2 separate regions of the Sus scrofa genome follow, and region 2 is linked to region 1. Evidence: chromatin contacts called from public HiChIP or PLAC-seq data. All regions are on one chromosome and are shown on one strand. Each heading gives the region's core, a stretch centred on a gene start, on an enhancer-like site or on the middle of the called end of the contact. The rest is flanking DNA. Distances are from core to core; before and after follow the strand shown.

Region 1 (5,541 bases), core at 574-3,073:
TAGCTCATCATCAGGGGAACCAATCACAGCCCAGAATGATAAAACACAGGAAGGTAGAGCAAGGACACAGACCAAATGCCTGACCCCAGGAACCAGGAGAGGCAAAGGCCCAGCGTGGGAAAGCCAGGGGCCCGGTGAGACCCCAGCGAGTTGTCCCCGCAGCACCGGCTGCCACTGCTCCCCACTGTGGGGACTGGGCAGCGGCACACAGGGGCCGGGAAGCCGGGAAAAGTCCCACTGGCCAGGCCGAGAGCCTGGCAGAGAAGCTTGGCAGCCCTGCCCCAGGTCCCATCGCATGCACGCTCGCACTCTCTCTCTCACCCCGGGACTGTCCTGAGCCTGGACAGAGGTGTGCCTCCGCTCGCGGCAGGCCACTGCGAGACCCGTGCCCCCCCGCGTCCCGCCAGCCCTGCAACTTCCTGGACTCCCAGCTGGGGCGGCACACACCCGCCGGCAGGCAACGCAGCCACTCACCTGGGGGCAGCTGGAAGTTCTGGACGTTGGTCGGGTTCTGCGGCGGCTGCGGCAGGCGTGGGGCTAGGACCGTGGGCGTCAGCGTGGCCCGGATCCCGCCGGTGGTGACCGAGGGCGTCCTGGGCAGGCTCTGGGTCACCGCGCTGGCCGAGCCCTTGGGCAGCCCGGTGGGAGTGCCGGGGGCCGGCGGCGGGAGGCCCGCGGCGGCGGCGGCGGGCAGCGCCCCTTGCATAGTTGGCCCGAGGATCATGCCGGCCCCCGCGCCGGCCGGGCAGCTGGCCGCCAGGGTCTGCGGCGGCGGGGGCGCCGGCTGCAGCGCGGTCTTGGGCGAGTCGGCCTTGGCCACCTGCGCGGGCGCGGCGGCGGGGCCGGGCTGACTGTTGGCGGCGGGCGCCGGGGCGGGCGCGGGCGCGGGGGCCGAGGCGGGCGCGGGCGCGGGGGCCGGGGCGGGCGCGGCGCTGCCCCCGTTCTGAGCGGCCGCCGGGGGTCCGGCCGGGGGGCCGGGCGGCCGGGCCAGGCTGGCGGCGGCGGGCGGCGGCGGCGGCGGGGCGGCGGCGGGCGCGGGGGCGCGGGGGGCACGGCGGGCGCGGGGGGCGAGGGGGCGCGGGGCGCGGGCGCGGCGGGGGCGCCGAGGAAGGGCGGCGTCTGGATGACAGTGGCGGCGGCTGGCTTGGGCGGCGGCGGCGGCGCGGGCGCGGGCCCGTTGTGGAGCAGGCTGACAGCAGGTGCGGCGGCGGCGCGGAGCGAGTTCCCCAGCGCGGCGCTCCCATTCAAAGTTTGCGCGGCGCCGGGGCCGCCGGGCGGGCCGTTGCGGGCGGCGGGCTTGGCGGCGGGCTCGGGCGCGGCCGCGGCCCCCGGCGCGCAGGCCCCGGCCGCGGCGCCCGGCCCGGCCCCGGCCCCGGCCGCGGCGCCCGCGCCGGCCTCGAGCGTGTTCAGCTTCGCGGCGGGCCCTGCGGGAACAAGCGGGCAGCGCGGTGAGGACACAGGCCCGGCCGGCGGCCGCCCGCGCTCAGGCCGCGCCGCGCTCTACCTGCGGGGGGCGGCTCCGGCGCCGCTGCGGGCGCGCCCTCGGCCGGCACGGCTCCGGCTCCGACATGGTTCCCGAGCGCGCCGGCGGCCGCGGCCCGCGCCTCGGGCGCGCGGGGCGCGAGGTGGTGGTGGTGGGCCGCGCTGGCCGCCAGCTGCGACTCGAGCGAGCCCACCAGGTCGCTCACCACTTTCTCGTCCACCTCGCTGTTGAAGAAGACCTCGTCCAGCAGATCCGAGCCCGCCGCCATCTTTCCTCCTCGGCCCGCCGCCGCCGCCGCTCGGCCGGCGCTGGGCGGGGAGGAGGCTCCGCGCGGGCAGGCGGGCGGGCGGGCGGCCGCGGGGGCGGGCGGGGGGCGGCGCGCGCCGGGCGGGGCGGGGGCGGCGGTCGGGCGGGGGGCGCGGGCGTCCTGGCGGGGGGAGGGCGGCGGCGGCGCGCTGCGCAGGCGCGGCGGCGCGCCCGCCCCCGCCCGCCGCCCGGCGCCTCGCCATTGGCCGCGGCGCCCCCCCGCCCGGCCGCTCGGCGCCCGGCGATTGGCCGCGGCGCCTGCTTAAAAGGCGCGGCCAATGGCTGCGAGCGGCAGAGGACGGGGCGCGGGGCGGGCGGTTGGGGTGCGGAGGGCGAGTGGGCGGCGGGCTCCGGCGCCGGTGGGCCGGTAGGGCTGTGGGGGTCTCCGCCGCCAGGCGGGCCGCATGCCGACAGCCGGGAGGATGAAACGGGCGGGGACCGCGGCCGGGGCCTGGTGGGGCGGCGGCCGCGATGACTCGCTCTTTGTCTCCGCTCGCTCCAAAATGGCTGCGGTCGGAGCTGATGGGAGCTCCAGGCAGGCGAGGGAACGGGGACGCCGTGTTCCCCGGACCCCGGTGCCCCTTAGCGCAGCCGCCGTGACTCGCAGGGGCAGGGCGCCTCGGGAGGGCACGGGCGAGGTCCGGGGCCCGGGGCCGCCGGGCGACCTGAGCGCCGGCGCCACTGCTGCGGGCCGGGCGCGGGCCCGTCCTCGGCTGGCGCCCAGGTCTGCCCGAGGCCCGGCGTCTCGCGCGGTGAGGCCGCTGCTCGGGCGGCGGGGCGGGGCGGGGGGCGGCGCCCAAGGCCGCCGGAGCCGCGCCAGGGTGACTCACTTCATCCGGCGGCGCGGCCCGGGACGCGAGTGCCCTAAATTACTGGGTGAGACGGCGGCGCCGGCTAGGACCCGCAGCTCCTGTAGGGAGCCGTCCGCCTGGAGCTGCTCCTCGGGTCCTTGTTTTCCGCTCTGTCCTTTTGACAAAGTAAGTTGTCGAAAAGAACCGTGCGAGCACCTTCTCTATAAAATGAGTTCAGGTAAAGTTCTCTCCTGTGTTTTTTGTGTTTTGTTTTCACCGGAAGATGGTATTCTGGGACATCCCTAGTGGTTTCTTTTGCTCCGCTTTTTTGGGGAAACCCAGAAAGGCCTCCCATCTCCGGCTCCTGCGGGCGAGGCCGCGCCGCGGTCGCCCAGACCTCCGCACAATGAGGGACGCTGTTGACACAGAAGGGTTCTTTTCTGGCCGCCTGAACAAAGGAGCCCGCCGGCCCCCGCAGGCCCAGCTCGCGGGGCGGGTTCTAGACAATGAGCGTGGGGCGTGGAGCCTGGAGAGGGGCTTCCCCGGGGGACGCAGCAGGGGGAATCCCTGCAGAGGGAAAGTCGGGATATTGCACCCCAGCTTGGGTACCCAAAGACGGGAAAGGAAAGGAGTGGAACAGACCTGGGGTGGGGACCTCGCGGCCCCACTGCGCCTTGAGCCCAGCGTGGGCGGACAGCCTGGTTTTCCAACCAGAGCAGAAATGTGCAAAATCTCCTGAATCATGCAATCGTCCAGTGTTGACAACCCCTTAAAAAAGGTTAAGGTAGACCGAGCAAAAGCGTCAGCAGGCTGACTTCAGCCCCAGGCGCGACCTGCGTAGTGGGGAACCGTCTACGCGCTCAGATGGGATCGGGGGTAGCGCCAGGCAGATGACTGCATGCCCGAGACGGCAGGGCCGTGAGACTGCGGACGAGGTGGCCCCTCACGTCCGCCCCTCCAGCCACTGAGCTTTTCAGCCAAGGGGGCTGGTGGTGCCATCTCCGGCCACGCCTGTTTCCCCACGGCCTTCTCCGGAGGCCTGCCAGGGCCCCCCCGCCCGCCCGCCTCGCCCCGTGAGTGCGTCCCCCGCCACCGGCCTCCGCGGGCGGGGCTCAGCGTGCGCCACCCCGCGCGGCTGTGACATCACCCCCAGAGGCCTCCGGGGCACCCTCCAGGCCAGCAGGAAGTGTAGGAGGTGAGGCGACGGTGCGCCGCCGGTCCCCAGCGCCCCTTCCAGGGCTTCGGTGCCCCCCTACCCCCCCTCAGGAAGGTGGGAGCTGCAGACAGCTGAGACGGCTCCCCGCGGGTGGCCGCAGCAAGGCTCGCCCTGGGGGGGGGGGGGCGGGGGCGGAAGCCACGTGGCTCCTCCCCTCCTCCTGGTGGGGGGCGGGGACGTGCTGCCAAACTGTTAACCTTGGGTTCCCTGGGGACGTGGAGCATTTTCTTTGAACGTCTCCGAGTGGTTTTACTTCTTTCCACAAGCAGCTGCGACTTTTGCCGCTTGAAACAAAAATCCCACCCAGCATGAAAAGAAAACAGGGACTCGAAATGAGCGTAAATATAAGCCCCGGGTTTTAACACAGAAAAATGTTTGCCGTACCGCGCGCAGAGCGCAGAACCCCGGACAGGGCCGCCTCGCCACCTGCAGCCGTGCGAATGTGCAGCACCGGGAGCTGTGAGGGACGTTTAGGCTTATTAAGCAGGGTATGTTTTCAATAGAATAGAGACGGCATCAGACGCTCCCATAAACATAACCTGCTGTGTTCCTGCCGTGATGCAACGTGGATCCGCGGTGTCTGGGGAGCGCGCTGGGACGCAGTTTCCACTTCCCGGCCGGGCTCCGTGGGTTGAGGATCCGGCGTTGCCCACAACCTCGGCTTAGGTCTCGACTGCGGCTCCTATCAGTTCCCTGGCCCAAGAATTGCATATGCTGCGGGGCGGCCGATAGTACTAATAAAGAATAAGGATAAACCACGGGTCGATTTCAGTGTTGCTCTGGCTATGTGAAAGCTACTCAATGTTTGTTATGTCACCGATGCTTTTGTTGTCTCCCAGAAATCTTCATAATAAAAGAATTTCCAAAAAAGACTGTCAGCTGGTGGCCCTGCCCTGTCCCCAGTCTTATTCACCCGGCCCCCTGCCCCAGCGCTGCAGACTGGGCTGTGTGTGCAGGGTCAAGTTTGGGTCCTCATCCCAGAGGGCAAGATCAGGAAGGCAGAACCTTCGTAAAGGCAGGTTCATTGGCTTGTTAGGCGGGTCATAACGTCACCACTAACGGGGTTGAAATAACAGAAAGTGTATTGGCGGGAGTTCCCCTTTTGGCTCATCGGGAATCAATCTGACTAGAATCCACGAGGATGCACGTTCGATCCCTGGCCTTGATTAGTGGGTCGGGGATCCGGCATTGCCGTGAGCTGTGGTGTAGGTTGCAGACATGGCTCGGATCCTGCGTTGCTGTGGCTCTGGTGTAGGCGGGCAGCTCTAGCTTGGGTTGGACCCCTAGCCTGACAGCTTCCTTATGCTGTGGGTGCGACCCTAAAAAGCAAAAAAAAAAAACGTTATTGGCACGGTTCCAGAAACCAAAAGCCCACAGTCAAGGTATTGGCACTGTCACACACCTCTGGAGGCTCGAGGCGAGGAGCCGTTCCTGCCTCTTCCAGCATCTGGCGCCCCAGGCATGCCTCCCGACTCTGCCTCTGTAGTCACAGGGCCTCAGCCTCCTCCCTGGGTCCTTTTGGATTTAGGGTAAACCCTAAATCCAAAGTGACTTAATCTCAAGTTCCTTAACTAACTACATGCACAAAGACTCTTTTTCCAAATAACGTCACGTGCGGGTCTAGGTGGACGTGAACTTGGGGACATCATTCACCCCAGTACCCCACATGCCCGGTTTGTCGGTGCTGTCATCTGCCCGGGTGGCACCAGTCATAACCAAACTGACCCACCCGGTGCTCCCTCTGC
Region 2 (5,159 bases), core at 1,271-3,770, 220 kb after region 1:
GCTCAGAATTCCCCTGATGCCCACCTGAAGTCGCAGGGCCAGATTCCCAAGCAGCCCTCTGCCCACCCCAGCTGCCCACAGGACCACCCGGCCCAGAGGCCCAGCAGGGCTCACCCCAGGCCCCGGCTGGCACACCCCCCAGCCAAACCCCACGGGACCCCTGGGAGCTGCTGGCCTGCAGCCTTGGGCCTCCGCCCCATCCTCCCTGGCCCACTCATCCTGCTGTCACAAGACTGGGTCTTGGGACGGGAAGCTGTGCCCGGCCACTCGGCCCCAGACAGAGCCCTATCACCAACCCCAGGGGCGGCCAGGGCGGTGTGCAGACTGGCTGCCCCCAGAGGAGACGGCAGAGGCTCCAGGGGGTACAGCAACTCGCCCGAGGTCACCAGACTGTTCAGGTCATGTCTGTTGGCCATCAGTCTTTCTGGCTGGTCCTTCTGCCACATGGGCAGCCCCAGCACAGGGTGCTAAGGACCGAGGGTGCAGACTTTCAAAGGGATGTCTTGCCTCTGACTTGCTAGTCTGTGCGCTGGGGGGTCGGGGCAGGGCTGACGTTCTCACTCAGGGCTCCCACAACGCCATGGCCACAGCCACTTGCCAAGAGGTCCCTGTGTGGCAGAGGGCTCCCCAGGCTCCTCAGGTCAAAAGCTCGGAACTTCAGGCGAGGCAGGCATGGCGTTGTGCCCATGTTACAGATGAGGAGCCCAAGGCTCAGGAAGGGAAGCCACACAGCGAAGGAGAGGGGCTCTGATCCCGGGCCACCAGCTCCTGCGCTGCTCCTTTAAGCACCACGAGGGGGCAAGGACCGGCCCCTCCCTCAGGGATCCACGCAGCTGCCCCTACTCAAGGGCCTGGGCGGGCAGCACAGGGGGGCAATTAGGCAGTGACCCGGAGCTGGAGCCTGGAGCCTGGGCTGCTGAGCAGCAGAATCCCAGCTGAGCATCCTGGGCCGGGAAGTGGGGGTTGGGGGGCTCAGCCAGAGCCCCCCACCCCGCCCCTTCCCCTGACCTGGCCCAGGTGCACTGAGGGCTGCTGCTGGGGAACCCAGGTCCCCCTCTGACCCCAGCCAGATCCTGGCCTGGCTTTAGGGCTTCCCAGGCTTCAGCTTCTCCATCTGAAGTGTGGGCTTGAGACCTGCTGCTCAGCTGTGCAGAGCTTTGAGGAGAGTCCAGGTGTGTCCAGGAGCCCAAGGGAGAGGACCTGCTGTCCCAGATGGCTCTTCAGCACCAGCCCCTCCGCCTCCCCCCAGGGCCCAGGGAAAGAGGCAGGCCAGGCAGAGGCTGAGGGCAGGGAAGGGGCCCCAGCTGAGGCGGCCCCATTCATCACCCAGCCCATCACTCCACTCACCAACTCCCTCCTCCCTCCCCCAGCCTCTCCTACCAGGAAGGTGGCAGCCGGGCAGGTCCCTGGAGGCTGAGGCTCAGGTTACAACAGCCCTGGGGCCCCCAGACTCTCCCTAAGCTTTGGCAGGAGTGGGAAGAAGGGCCTAGCATGGGCTAAGCAGAGCTCCTGGACACCCTGGATGTCCCCACGGCTGACCTGCGGGGCGGCGGAGAGGCTGCCCCTGATTCCCCAGGTCAAAATCCGTTTGTCCCCCTCCCACCTTGAGGGTCCCACCCACTGGCTAAACCCCCACCGAGCACAGCTTCCAGCCTCCCCTTCAGGAGGGAGTCTCCTAAATCTGGCCCCAAAGAGCAGCGCCCTGGCCCCTCCCGCCCCCATCCCCGTCCCAGCCGGTCGCCAGCAGGTTCCAGCCTGTCCCGGGGGAAGGCGGAGCGGGTCCGCCCCCTCCCCACAGGCAGCCGGCCGCGGAGGCCAAGTTCCGCCCTCGCCGGGATCCCGGGACTTGGGGCCGCCAGGGACCAGGCACCCTCCCCGCCCCGCCCCCCACCGGCCCGCCGCCGCCGCCGCCGCCGAACTCGCCCGGGGCCGCCGCGTTGCGCCCGCCGGGAGCGACGCGCACTTCCTTGGTTGAGCCAGAACGGCTGAGCTGGGGTCCCTTCGGTCCCACGAAATGCGGAACCCGCGGCGGGGCGGGACGCGGGCGCTGCGGTCGGCGTCCGGGCTCTCCGCGGCGCGTGGGGCCCCCCGACGAGTCGGGCTGGAGTTCGCAGCGCGAGCCCGACGCGTCCCCCGCGCCGGCGTCCCCGCCCGCCCGCCCGCGCCCCTGCCCCCGGCCCGCGCTCACCTGGATGGTCTGGTTGGGGTCCCCGCCGGCCACGGGGCCCCCCACCAACTTGCAGTAGAGGTCCTCGGTGGGGCGCGGGGCGCCGCGCGCCGGGGCCTCCTCGCCACAGGTGGCCGAGGCGGCGATGCGGGCGCCCTCGGCCAGGTTGAAGTAGGGCGGGTGCAGGCTGAAGCCGCCGCCCTGCGCCGCCCGCGCCCGCGCCGCGCCCAGCAGCGCCAGCCCGGCCAGCAGCAGCAGCGGCGGCGGCGGCGCGGGGCTCCGGGGGCCGCGGGGCCGCGCGCCCAGCTTCGCCATCTTCCAACTCCAGGGACGGCGGGCGCGGCGGGAGCCCGGCGGGTCTGCGCGCGGCGGCCGGCCCGGCTCGGCTCGCTCCGCCCGCGGACGTCAGGCCCCGCCCCGGGCCGCCCGGGCGCCCGAGCCCCGCGCCCCGGGGAGGGGCGGGGGAGGCCAGGGGGAGGGGCGGCCGGCGGCCTTAACCCTTGGGACCCCGGCCCGGCCGGCCGCCCGGAAGGGACACCTGCTGGCCTCGGGCCAGGCCGTGGGAACGGGGCCCGGCGGCGGCCCCCAGGGCGTGGTCCTGGCTGCGGGCGGCTCCTCGCGCCCTCCGGTCCCGGGCCCCCGGCGCGACCGCCCGCTCTCCGCGGTCTCGAGGCTCCGCTCTTTGTTTTCCGAACTTCGGGCACCTCGGCGGCCGAGCGCCCCCGGCGGCTCCGGCCCAGGCGCCGCGGGCAGGAGTCGGAGACGCTCGCCCAGAGTCCAGCGCGGGGTCCAGCCCTGGCGTCGGTCGCATCTACGGCCCAGCCGTCCCCACCCGCAACCCCAGAACCAGCCCAGAGTCCCGAGCGATCTCAGACCCTGGAGACCTGGGTCCCCGGGACTGAGGGGGTGAGCTGCGAGCGCAGCCTCGCTGCCCCCTCTCCCCTCGCAGATTTCGGGTTTTCTCCCCTCAGACTGGCCCCCGCTTCTGCCCCATCTGGCAGGTGTGCGCGAAGATGTGCTCTGCCGGTGCTGGAGGGTGGGGGCCCTGCAGGAGATCCCATCTGCGGAGGGACAGGGACACCTGGATTGGGGTCTCCACGCTTCCCTGAGGAGGCCAGGTCAGATTCAACCCCACCTGGCTCCCCCCTACCCAGGGTTCGGCGTATAAATACTCTGAAATTGGGAAATGGATCAGGAGGGATCAGACCTGTGGGGCCCCCTGCAGCTGAAGGGAGGATGCTCAGAGCCCCACGGGTGCGAAGGAGGACAATTATTAAGTACCTATGGTTTGCAGGGCGGTTGGGGGGTGCCCTGCTTTGGGGCACTGGACTCCACCATCTCTGTTTGCCAGTCAAACCCTCCCACTCTGGACAGGAGCTCAAGGACACTGGGGAGATGGGACTGGACCTAGAGGCCTGAGGCCCAGCTGTTTCTGCGTCTGGGTGACTTCGGCCACTGGGTCTCCTCCCCTCCGGCTCCTGGCCCACGCTGTCCTCAAGGGAAGCCCTGATGGGGTGGGGCGGGCGCAGCTGCTGGGCTGGCGGCTGCCCCCATTCTGTGAGCCAGGCCAGCCGGGTGTCTGTCCCACGTGGGACCCCCTGGACAGTCCTGGAGCCGAGTAAGTGCCTGGAGTGGCAGCCAGCTGGTCCCGGCAGTGGGGGTCCTGCTCCAGCAGCTGTTCCCAGAAGGTTGCACCACAGGCCACAGCTTCCTGGCTGTCCCTGGCCTCCTGCAGATCCTGAGTCTCAAGGGGCTGGAGGGCCGCTTCTCTCGGGAGCTGAGAAATAAGCAATGGGGGCCCCTCCCTCCCCTCTCCCTCCACCTGGAGGCGGGCAAGAAGAGGGGGCTCCCCAAGACAGGGAAGCTCCTGAGTGGGGGAGGGACTGGCGGGGGGACAGGCGGGGATGGGGGTGGGGGGGCAGGGGGACACCAGCAGGAATGTGCAGACAGGTCAGCTCTCCAGCTAACTTATGATCCCTTGGGAGGGACAGACCAGACGCAGAGCTGCTGGGTCCCCAGACGGGGGATTTGACCTGCCGGCCCTCAGCCCTTCGTACTGCCCGGAGGTCCCCTGCAAACATACCATGGCAGGGCCCTCTGGCCCTGGCACCCCCTTGATAGCTGGGAACCCTCCCACCCTCCACCCCCCAGGTCGAGGGAGGGGCCAGCGGGCTGAGGTGAGAGTGGGAACCCTCTGGGCCTCCACCGTCCAGGACACAGAGCAGGCGGGAGGGAGGGCGGCTGCCGAGAATGCGCTGAGTCAACCCAGCAGGAGGGTTAATCCCGGGCTAGCTTCTCCCCGGCTGACAGCTGCCCCAGAGCAACTGGTGGCCTAGGCCTGGGGGGGCGGGGGGCGTGGGAGGAGTGGGCAGAGGAGGAGAATGTGGCGAAAGGGGCTGGGTGAAGTCCCCGCTCTCTGCCCCGCCCCGTGCCAGCTGCTGTGCCCCAGCTGGGCAGGAGGGAGGAGGGCTACCCAGTGGCCTCATGGGAGGGAGCCCACCTCTGCCCACCTTCACCCCTGCTGCCCATGTCCCATGTCCAGCCACTCCTTTCCAAACGGCCCAGGGCGTGTTTGCTCTGACTCCTGGGCACCCAGCCGCCCATCCTGCTTATGAACCGGGACACTGGGAACGAAGGTCCAGGGTCAGTCAAGAGCACAGGGGGAGGGAGTCGGTCTGTCCTTCACTTTCTCCCCCCCACGTGTATTGGGCACCTTTGGGGGATATTCGGGTCCCTGATGTAGTGCCCGCTTCCCAGCGCTGCCCCACAGGAGAGAGGTGCCTGGCCCTGGGAGCCGGGAGGTGGTTAGAGGGCCGTAGAGGTGGCCTGTTCTCTGTCCCATTAGGCTCTGGCCATCCCCCACGGGCTGACCCCAGGCTCAGAGCCCTTCCCCACACAGCCCCAGGGCAGCAGGAGCCCCAGGACCTGAGGGAAGTCAGCAGGTGGCAGCCTCAGTGGGGAGCAGATGCTCCAGGCTCCTGGTGGGCATCCA

The links. HiChIP or PLAC-seq counts read pairs in DNA pulled down with a chosen protein or histone mark.
Region 2: a contact with region 1 is called in an H3K27ac HiChIP or PLAC-seq map of alveolar macrophages. The contact joins the promoter of LAMA5 here to the promoter of TAF4 in region 1. A contact is called at or near these places in 2 of 2 datasets of contacts at active chromatin or transcription factors (alveolar macrophages and skeletal muscle).

What each region holds. Positions count from the first base shown.
Region 1 is chr17:61,528,140-61,533,680 of Sscrofa11.1, forward strand. It overlaps TAF4 (transcription initiation factor TFIID subunit 4), which reads right to left and starts at 1,824. Exons shown (of 17, transcript XM_003360050.4): 1 at 1,461-1,824; 2 at 1,054-1,458; 3 at 475-1,051. The coding sequence starts at 1,751.
Region 2 is chr17:61,745,275-61,750,433 of Sscrofa11.1, forward strand. LAMA5 (laminin subunit alpha-5) reads right to left here and starts at 2,521. Exons shown (of 80, transcript XM_021078218.1): 1 at 2,189-2,521. The coding sequence starts at 2,482.